2 separate regions of the Rattus norvegicus genome follow, and region 2 is linked to region 1. The links are chromatin contacts, called in public Hi-C maps. All regions are on one chromosome and are shown on one strand. The core of a region is the stretch at or near the end of the contact, and the rest is flanking DNA. Distances in the headings are between cores, read along the strand shown. Region 1 holds the start of Pxdn (peroxidasin). Region 2 has its middle 89 kb from the start of Tpo.

The links. Hi-C and Micro-C count contacts between places; a contact is called where the count stands out from the background.
Region 2: a contact with region 1 is called in a Hi-C map of frontal cortex, with 1.9 times the contacts expected there. The contact joins the enhancer-like site here to the promoter of Pxdn in region 1. A contact is called at or near these places in 6 of 12 Hi-C or Micro-C datasets (the A7r5 cell line, Schwann cells, frontal cortex and 3 more).

The regions. Positions count from the first base shown.
Region 1 is chr6:52,306,700-52,310,269 of GRCr8, forward strand. It overlaps Pxdn (peroxidasin), which reads left to right and starts at 1,675. Exons shown (of 23, transcript NM_001271261.1): 1 at 1,675-1,975. The coding sequence starts at 1,785.
Region 2 is chr6:52,404,752-52,408,321 of GRCr8, forward strand. No RefSeq gene overlaps it. Among named protein-coding and RNA genes, the nearest start is that of Tpo, 89 kb to the right of the region's middle. Within about 2 kb of position 1,595, at least 25 of the 93 cell types and tissues checked have an H3K27ac peak or open chromatin away from gene starts, as enhancers often do. A contact at or near this core is called in the A7r5 cell line, where this site is marked.

The sequences.
Region 1 (3,570 bases), core at 425-2,924:
TGCTGTGGGTGCTAGAGATTGGGAGTGTTTGGATCTCAGGGGTGAGACTATTGCACCAGCATGATGCTGGAGACATGGACTGATATGCCTGGTAAGAACTTACACAGGAGGTGAGGCAACCTGCGGTGATGATAATTTCCAGATTGGCCAGCTATGGAAAATCACAGCAGGGAGACTACACAAGGGTTAAGGGGGAAAGTGCAGATTTTTAGGAAAAAGATATTTTTGGTTTCTGGTATCATACACTTAACTAAGGTTTTTTCAGACAAGTTGGTGAGGCAGGTGAGTCGCCTAGGGACCCTGGATTTGTATCTGTGGTTGAAGGCAAGGCTGTCTGTTCTGGGTGGGGTCCGTCAAGCCCCTGACTTGTACTAACTGTAGGAGATAGGAGACTGGTCTATCTCACAGTACACAGGCTAGACTGTCCCATCTTATCCTGTGCTCATCTCCACTGCAATACCTGGAAATTCTGCCCATATGGAAACTTAGCTCTGGTTCAGTAGGAGCTCAAGGCGGTGAAGGTCTGCTGGGGCGGGCAGCCTCTCAGGGGCTTTGTGGTTGAGCCATTCTTACTCTCAGGAGCTACTCAAGAGAGTGTAGCGGGAAAGTGATACCATGCTGGCGGTGGGAAAGTGATACCATGCTGGCGGTTTAGCAGGACGGCCTTAATCCTGATCTCTCTCTGGGATACAAGCTGCAGATGGTTGGAGGTACGCCAACCATGGAGCGGTCCCAGTGATTAGGAGCTGGAGCCTCTTCCAGTTCCTCTGTGGTACAGCCTGCCAGCAGTGCATCTGAAGCCTCCTGACACTGCCTGAATGTGACCCCATCCCTGGCCAGTACCCTGTTGTTAGACCCTCAGAAACCCTCCCCCTCTCCCCAGTCCGAGTGGAAACACAGTAGTTTGCAGGTACAGATACAGCTGGTGTGTTGTTTTGTCAACAAAGTAACAAAACACGGAGGGGAAATTTAAGGTCTCAGATCTAGGTTGGTTTAGAGTTTCAGAGATTTCAGTCTGCTTGCCAGAAAGGGCTGTCCAGGCAAAAATCCATCTGAGGTGGCCACAGGTGTTCTCCATCTTTCCCACAAGGGAAGCACCGGGTGGGCAGGGTTCCTCATTGGCGGTGAATGTTGGAGGCCTCAGGCACCCCTCCCTAGAAAGCTTCTAATCACTACAGCCTTCCTACAAGCTGTGCTCTCAGGGTCTGTGCCTCCGTAGGAATGAGGAAAAGTAGAGAGAGATGTTTTTGTGTGGGAGCAGTGGTGGGCACAGAGGAAAAAGAGGCAGAGCAAGAAAGCACACTTCCTAGAACACAACAACACTTTTAAGTGTTTAAAACAAGGCATCACCAGTAAATAAAAAACCCCTGGATACAGGGAGAAAGGGATGTGGGGTAACTTAGTTGTAGCACTGCAGTTTTAAAAGGAGAATCGGGGATCCAAACCCTGTCTTAATCCACGCCTCTGCACCTCCAGGCGACCCCCACAGTGGAGTCTGTGTGCGCTGGTCCTGCAGTCCAAGGAGGCCCGGCTGCACCTCCAAGAAGGGTCGCTAGGTTCAGACACCAAGGCCCTGGTGATTGCCCAGCCCCCGCCCACTGCGAGACTGAGAGGGGGCGGAGCCACGCGCATGTGCACAGCTGGCGCCCCCCCCCGCCCCCCGCGCACAGCTGGGACGTGGGCCGGAGACCTGAGGGCTCAGTTGGGAGCCGGCGGTGGACGCGCCCGCCGAGGCCTCCTCCGCTGCTGTCCACGCGTGCCAGCGCCTGTCCGCGCCGTCTGCCATGGCCGTGCGCCCCACGCGCCGCTGCCTGCTGGCACTCGTGCTGTGCTTCGCCTGGTGGGCCATGGCGGTGGTCGCCTCGAAGCAAGGGGCAGGCTGTCCAAGCCGCTGCCTGTGCTTTCGTACCACCGTGCGCTGCATGCATCTGTTGTTGGAGGCCGTGCCCGCGGTGGCGCCGCAGACCTCCATCCTGTGAGTGCGGCCCGGGGGCGCTGGGGTCGGCGGAGCGTGCGATTTAGGGAGATCGAGGGCCGTGGGTAGCCTGGGGGACGTGGGTACTGGTTTGGCGATGTTGGGTATCCCGGCATCCGGCGCAGGGTGTGCTGGGCCTTTTGTCCGTCCTGGCGAGGACGCCAGGGGCGGACCTGAGCGCTTAGCGCGCGGCCTGGGGAGCCGCCTTTGTTCAAACTTGGAATCTCCCGCTGGACCGGGAAGTAGTAGGGAGTCGCCAGGGAAAGCCCGGCGTGTCTCCTGCGCCTTCCCGTCCCGGCCTCCCCTCCGGTGTCTTCTCAACTTTCCCTCTACACGAGTTTCCTCTCTCCTCTAAAGCGCAGGCCTGGGGTTGGGTCGTCCCTCCTCCGACCCCTTCTTCCTCCCCCTTCTTCCTCCATCAGTATACCTGCCCCCCCTTCCCCTCTTCCTGGAGCGAGGCCCACCGCACAGCACCCTGCGCCAAGGAAACCTCTCTTGCAGATTCTGCTTCCCGCGGTGCCACAGATCCGCTTCTGCGCTAGAGCCTTTAAGTTCGCTGGGTGTCCTGCGGGTTCTGTTGGGCGCAGCCCTTGTAGGGAGCTTTTTCTTTGCCTGGAAGAAGCCTGGCGTCCTAGATGCCATGGAGGACCCACCACCGTGCGGGTGGCCAAGTTCTGGGCAGCTCAGGGGACCCCTCTTGCTGTTTCTATTCAGTTGGTCAGTTTCACAGAGATCCTCCACTTCCTGGCTTTTACCTGAAATTGTGCACCTCTCTAGCTTTCCGCCTTTCCTGAAACCTCTAGATCTGAAGGAATCCCAGTGCTGCAGAGTTGGCTACAGGCCTCCGTGTGTACTGAGATTTGGTTCTGTGTAGGCAGGCATGCGTTTAGGGGCCAACTGTAATTCAGGGTCCTGCAGCTGCACTTCTGCATTCCAAAAAGAGTTTTCACTTTTTGTGACTGGACTGGAAGATTTTGGCATCTCTGAGGATGCCTGCGAAAGTTATAAAAATCTGAGGGAACTATTCAAGGAGTGGGCGGTCAGTGTTCTCACTTCTAAAAGTGCATGGGTGTCCTACTTCCTCTGGGGGAGATCATGCAGGCTACCCGACCAGTCTGGGGTGGGAGTGCCTAGCTTAGTCCTCTGAAGAGCTAAATAAGGCTTCCATTCCAGAGGGTGTGGATGGTCAGCCAAGGCTGCATCTGAGAGGATAGACAGTGTGCTGTAAAGCAGTAAACGTTTCAAATTGGGCCAGGGTGGAACGTCTCCAAATACAGAGAATTTCTGTAGTGAGTCAATGGCCAAAACTTGGACCCTAGAGCCATTTCTCACATCTGGGCAAAGTCAGATTCACAGACTATGTGTTCCCAATTCTTAATTGCTTTCTGCAGCAGTATGTTTTAAATGAGTGCTGTAGAACAGGAGTCCTCCACGCCGCCGCTTTGCAGGCTACCATGCCACATAAAAATGTAGTTGGTGTGGGGGAGGGGCGACTGAACTTAGTAGTTAAAGACGATTGCAGCAAAGCTCAACAACCTGAGTTCGATTCTCAGGGCCCACAAAGTGGAAGGAGAGAACTGACTCCTTCCTGCGTG
Region 2 (3,570 bases), core at 345-2,844, 98 kb after region 1:
ACCGCAAACACTTCCCATGAGCCTGATTATTAAATTCCATAGTTGGCTTCTTCTTTTTTTTTTCCTCTTCACATTTCACAGAGGGATTAATTTCAACACAGGAAGACTTGAGAGACCCAGACAAACTCCATCCAACTCTCAAAGCAAGTCGTCCTAACCAAGCAACACAGACAGGCAGTTCAAACAACACAGATGTTTTCTCACCATCGAAGGCCAAACTTAGAGATGAAGATGCTGGCAGCTTTCTGTCTCTTGGGGCTCCCTCACTGGCCAGTGCAGGGCATCTTTTCCAGTGTTCTCAGATGATTGTCCCTCTGTGTGTCTGTGTCCTGTCCTCTCAGTAACAACCCCAGTTGACTGGATGTTATAATGACCTCTTTTCAACATAACCACCTCTGTAAACTACTTCCAAGGACAGTTACACTCGCGGGTGTTGGGTCTGGGATCTTAACTTATACATTTGGGACACAGTATAGAACTTAAAGATGGATAAAACTGGAGCAGAGGATGCCGCCACAGACTGAGTTTGCTTGTCTGTATCTGGAGCAAGAACATGATCCGGGAGGTGTGCAGCTTCGTGCCTTACGAGGGACGTGCCATGGAGTTGCCTAAAGTGTCCAAGGACAAGCAGGTACTCAGGGTCATCAAGCAGAGGGTGGGCGCGCACGTCTTTGCCAAGAGAAAGTGGGAGGAGCTGAGCAATGAGCTGGCAGCCATGAGGAAGGCAGCAACCAAGAAGGATTAATGAACCCTCTCTCAATAAAAGATTTGTTCTTATAGTTTGGAAAAAAAATGAGTAGAGTGCTCTACCTAGAGCTCGGCAATGTTGCCCACCAACTTAGTACAGCTGCTCATCACCCCAGCCTCCTTCCAGCCCCAGCTATCCTCCTCACCCCAGCTACCCACCATGGCCCAATCCCGGCTTAGCCTCCCTGCTGGCCCATTGTCTCCCTGGCTTAGCATCATTTCTACCCAGCTGGCCTCACATGCTGCTACTCAGCTGCAAATGGGGTGCACAGTCTTCCTCTGCTGTCCACAAAGAATTAGACAAGGATGGTAGACTCTGGTTTCCTCAGTTCCCCCACCTGTATCTTTGGGTATAAACAAGGTGGTCTAGATTTTCTTGTGGGGCTACCCAAGTAACACTGGCCACCAAGGCACAGTGCAGGGACGTCGGTGACTATCAGCCAGATCGGTGACAGAATACACGTCCCAGGGATACCAGAAAGATTATGGTCCCTTGACTCATCCTAGCGCCAGCCGGAGCCTCCGTGGCTTGGGAAGAAACCAGATTGTTTCTTGGGAGATGAGATCTTGCTTGGACACAGAGTTAGACTTGATCCTCCTCTTCTGTAGAAATGGACATTCCTGTGAGAAACTTCCTGTGCACAGTAACCTAGCCTTGATGACCCGAGGGCAGAGAATTTCAGTCTTTATTAGTCCTATATGTGTGCATTTGTGTGTGTGTATGGGGGGGGCAGTCCACTTTGGACAGAAAATGCAACTTTAGAGAATGACTCAGTGATTTGGGATAACCTCAACACCCTCCTTCTCAGTACAGTGTCTCCAAAGGCCATGAAGCGTGGGAAATGTGTGGCTAGTCAGCTTAGAGTGGCCTGGCTGGGCAGACAGAGCACGGAGCCAGGGAGGCCCCTGCTCTCCCAAGGCCTCTTTCCAACAAAAGGCTTTTGTTTTACTCTCCAAGCCCCTGTGAGCCATGTGGGACTAGAGGGCCAAAGTCTCTGCTGTGGTACTTTCCAGGGAGGGGTGCCAAGGAAGGCTGAGACACTGTGGTCACAGCTGTCCCACAGATGAAGTGGGTACCCCTGAACAGTGGGGTGGGAAGCATGGCGCTGGGTATTCATGAGGCTCCCAGCTAATTTGGGAGAACCTAGCGTCCTTTCAGAAAATTCTGGTGGAATTAACTGAGGCATTTAGTGGAATGCCTGCCCCAATTCAAGGCAGGGAGGCAGAAACGGCCCCTCACACATGCCAGTGGCCTGCGTTCACTTTCCAGAGGAGTCTGTATTCTTGGCTTCCTGTGGTAACCTGGAACTTTATTTGCCCAGTGTGCAGGGACTGGGGCCAGGGAGAGATGGCCTTGTTCCATGTCCTCTGCAGGGACAAGGCCTGGGATGGTTCCTTCCTAAAAATAAAACCTTGAAATTTCAAAAGAGACACTCCAAAGTTTAGGGTCAACTGAAGTGAACATCCCGGGGCTGAGTTCTACGTCAAACCTTGAAGTCTGTACTGATTTGCCTAGAGGAGAGTGGTTCTCACCAGGGGAGTTTCCATTATGGTCATTACCTACAGGTTTTGATGTCCAGGGACCCCACTGCATGTCCCCAAACCTTAACTTTCCTATGGAGCTCAGCATAGTGGGGATCCTGGAAGACGGGGAGGAGAAATGCCAAGATGAGCTGTCTGTCTTACTACTTACTCTTGAGATGTATTATCCTCCAGATAGGTACTTAGCTACTTAGCCTCTCCACAAACACCTCAGTGGAAAGCTTAGTCCTGGGAGGTGTGTGCTAATCCCTTCTGTGGTTAGCAGAAGAAACTCGAAAAGCCATTTTCATATTGATTCAAATGCCAGGTGTGAGATGCGTTATTTGCTTGACGATTGGGACTGTGATTCCAGTGGTGTGACGGTGAACCTGGATTCATGAGGAAAACGCCCATGGCCATAACTGAATGTTAAATGGCTTCTTAGACACAGCTCTGGGCTTTCCGGAGCTCACCCATCAAGGACGGAGACCCCCAAGCTGGCAGTCTCCAGCTTGATTTCCATCTAGTAGAAAGTGTTTACTCAGCTTCTCTCCACTAGACTTGCTGTCATTGCACAGCGGAACCAGCCTGTTGACATTCGGCTCCTACTACTGGGAATGGCCATGGCCAGATGACCAGAGGCCCACTGAGGTCAAGAGCTACTGGGGGCTCTGCTGAGCAAGGGGCAGAGTTTCAGAATAGAAACACCTTTCCATTTCTTACCCAAATCCACGAGATCACACAGAATGTGGGGCCCCAGCTCAGGGTCAGAGGACTTTATAGGTCAAAAGTCTGTGACTGATAGTTTTAAGTCTACTTGGCACAAGCCGAAGTCATCTGAGAGGGGGGAGCCCCAATTAAGAAAAGCCTCCATAAGATCAGGCTGTAGGCAAGCCTGTTAGGGCATTTTCTTAGTTACTGATTGATGGGGAGGGCCAACCCCATTGTAGGTGGTACCATCCATGAACTGGTTGGTGGTTCTGGGTTCTATAAGAAATCAGACTGGAAAAAGCCATGAGGAGCAAGCTAGTAAACAACACTCACTCCTTCATGGCCTCTGTGTCACTCTAGGTTCCAGATTCCTGCCCTGTTTGGGTTCCTGTTCTGACATCCTTTGATGATAAACTGTGATGGGGAAATATAAGCTGAATAAACACTTTCCTCCTCAGGTGACTTTGGTCATGGTGTCTCATCACAGTGATCATAACTCCGGCTAAGGTAGAGGCTGGCTAGCATGGAAATCTATTTGTAGAATAATTCTTCGGCCTTGACTGTAATTTGTAAAAGCAAATGCCTTGGGCC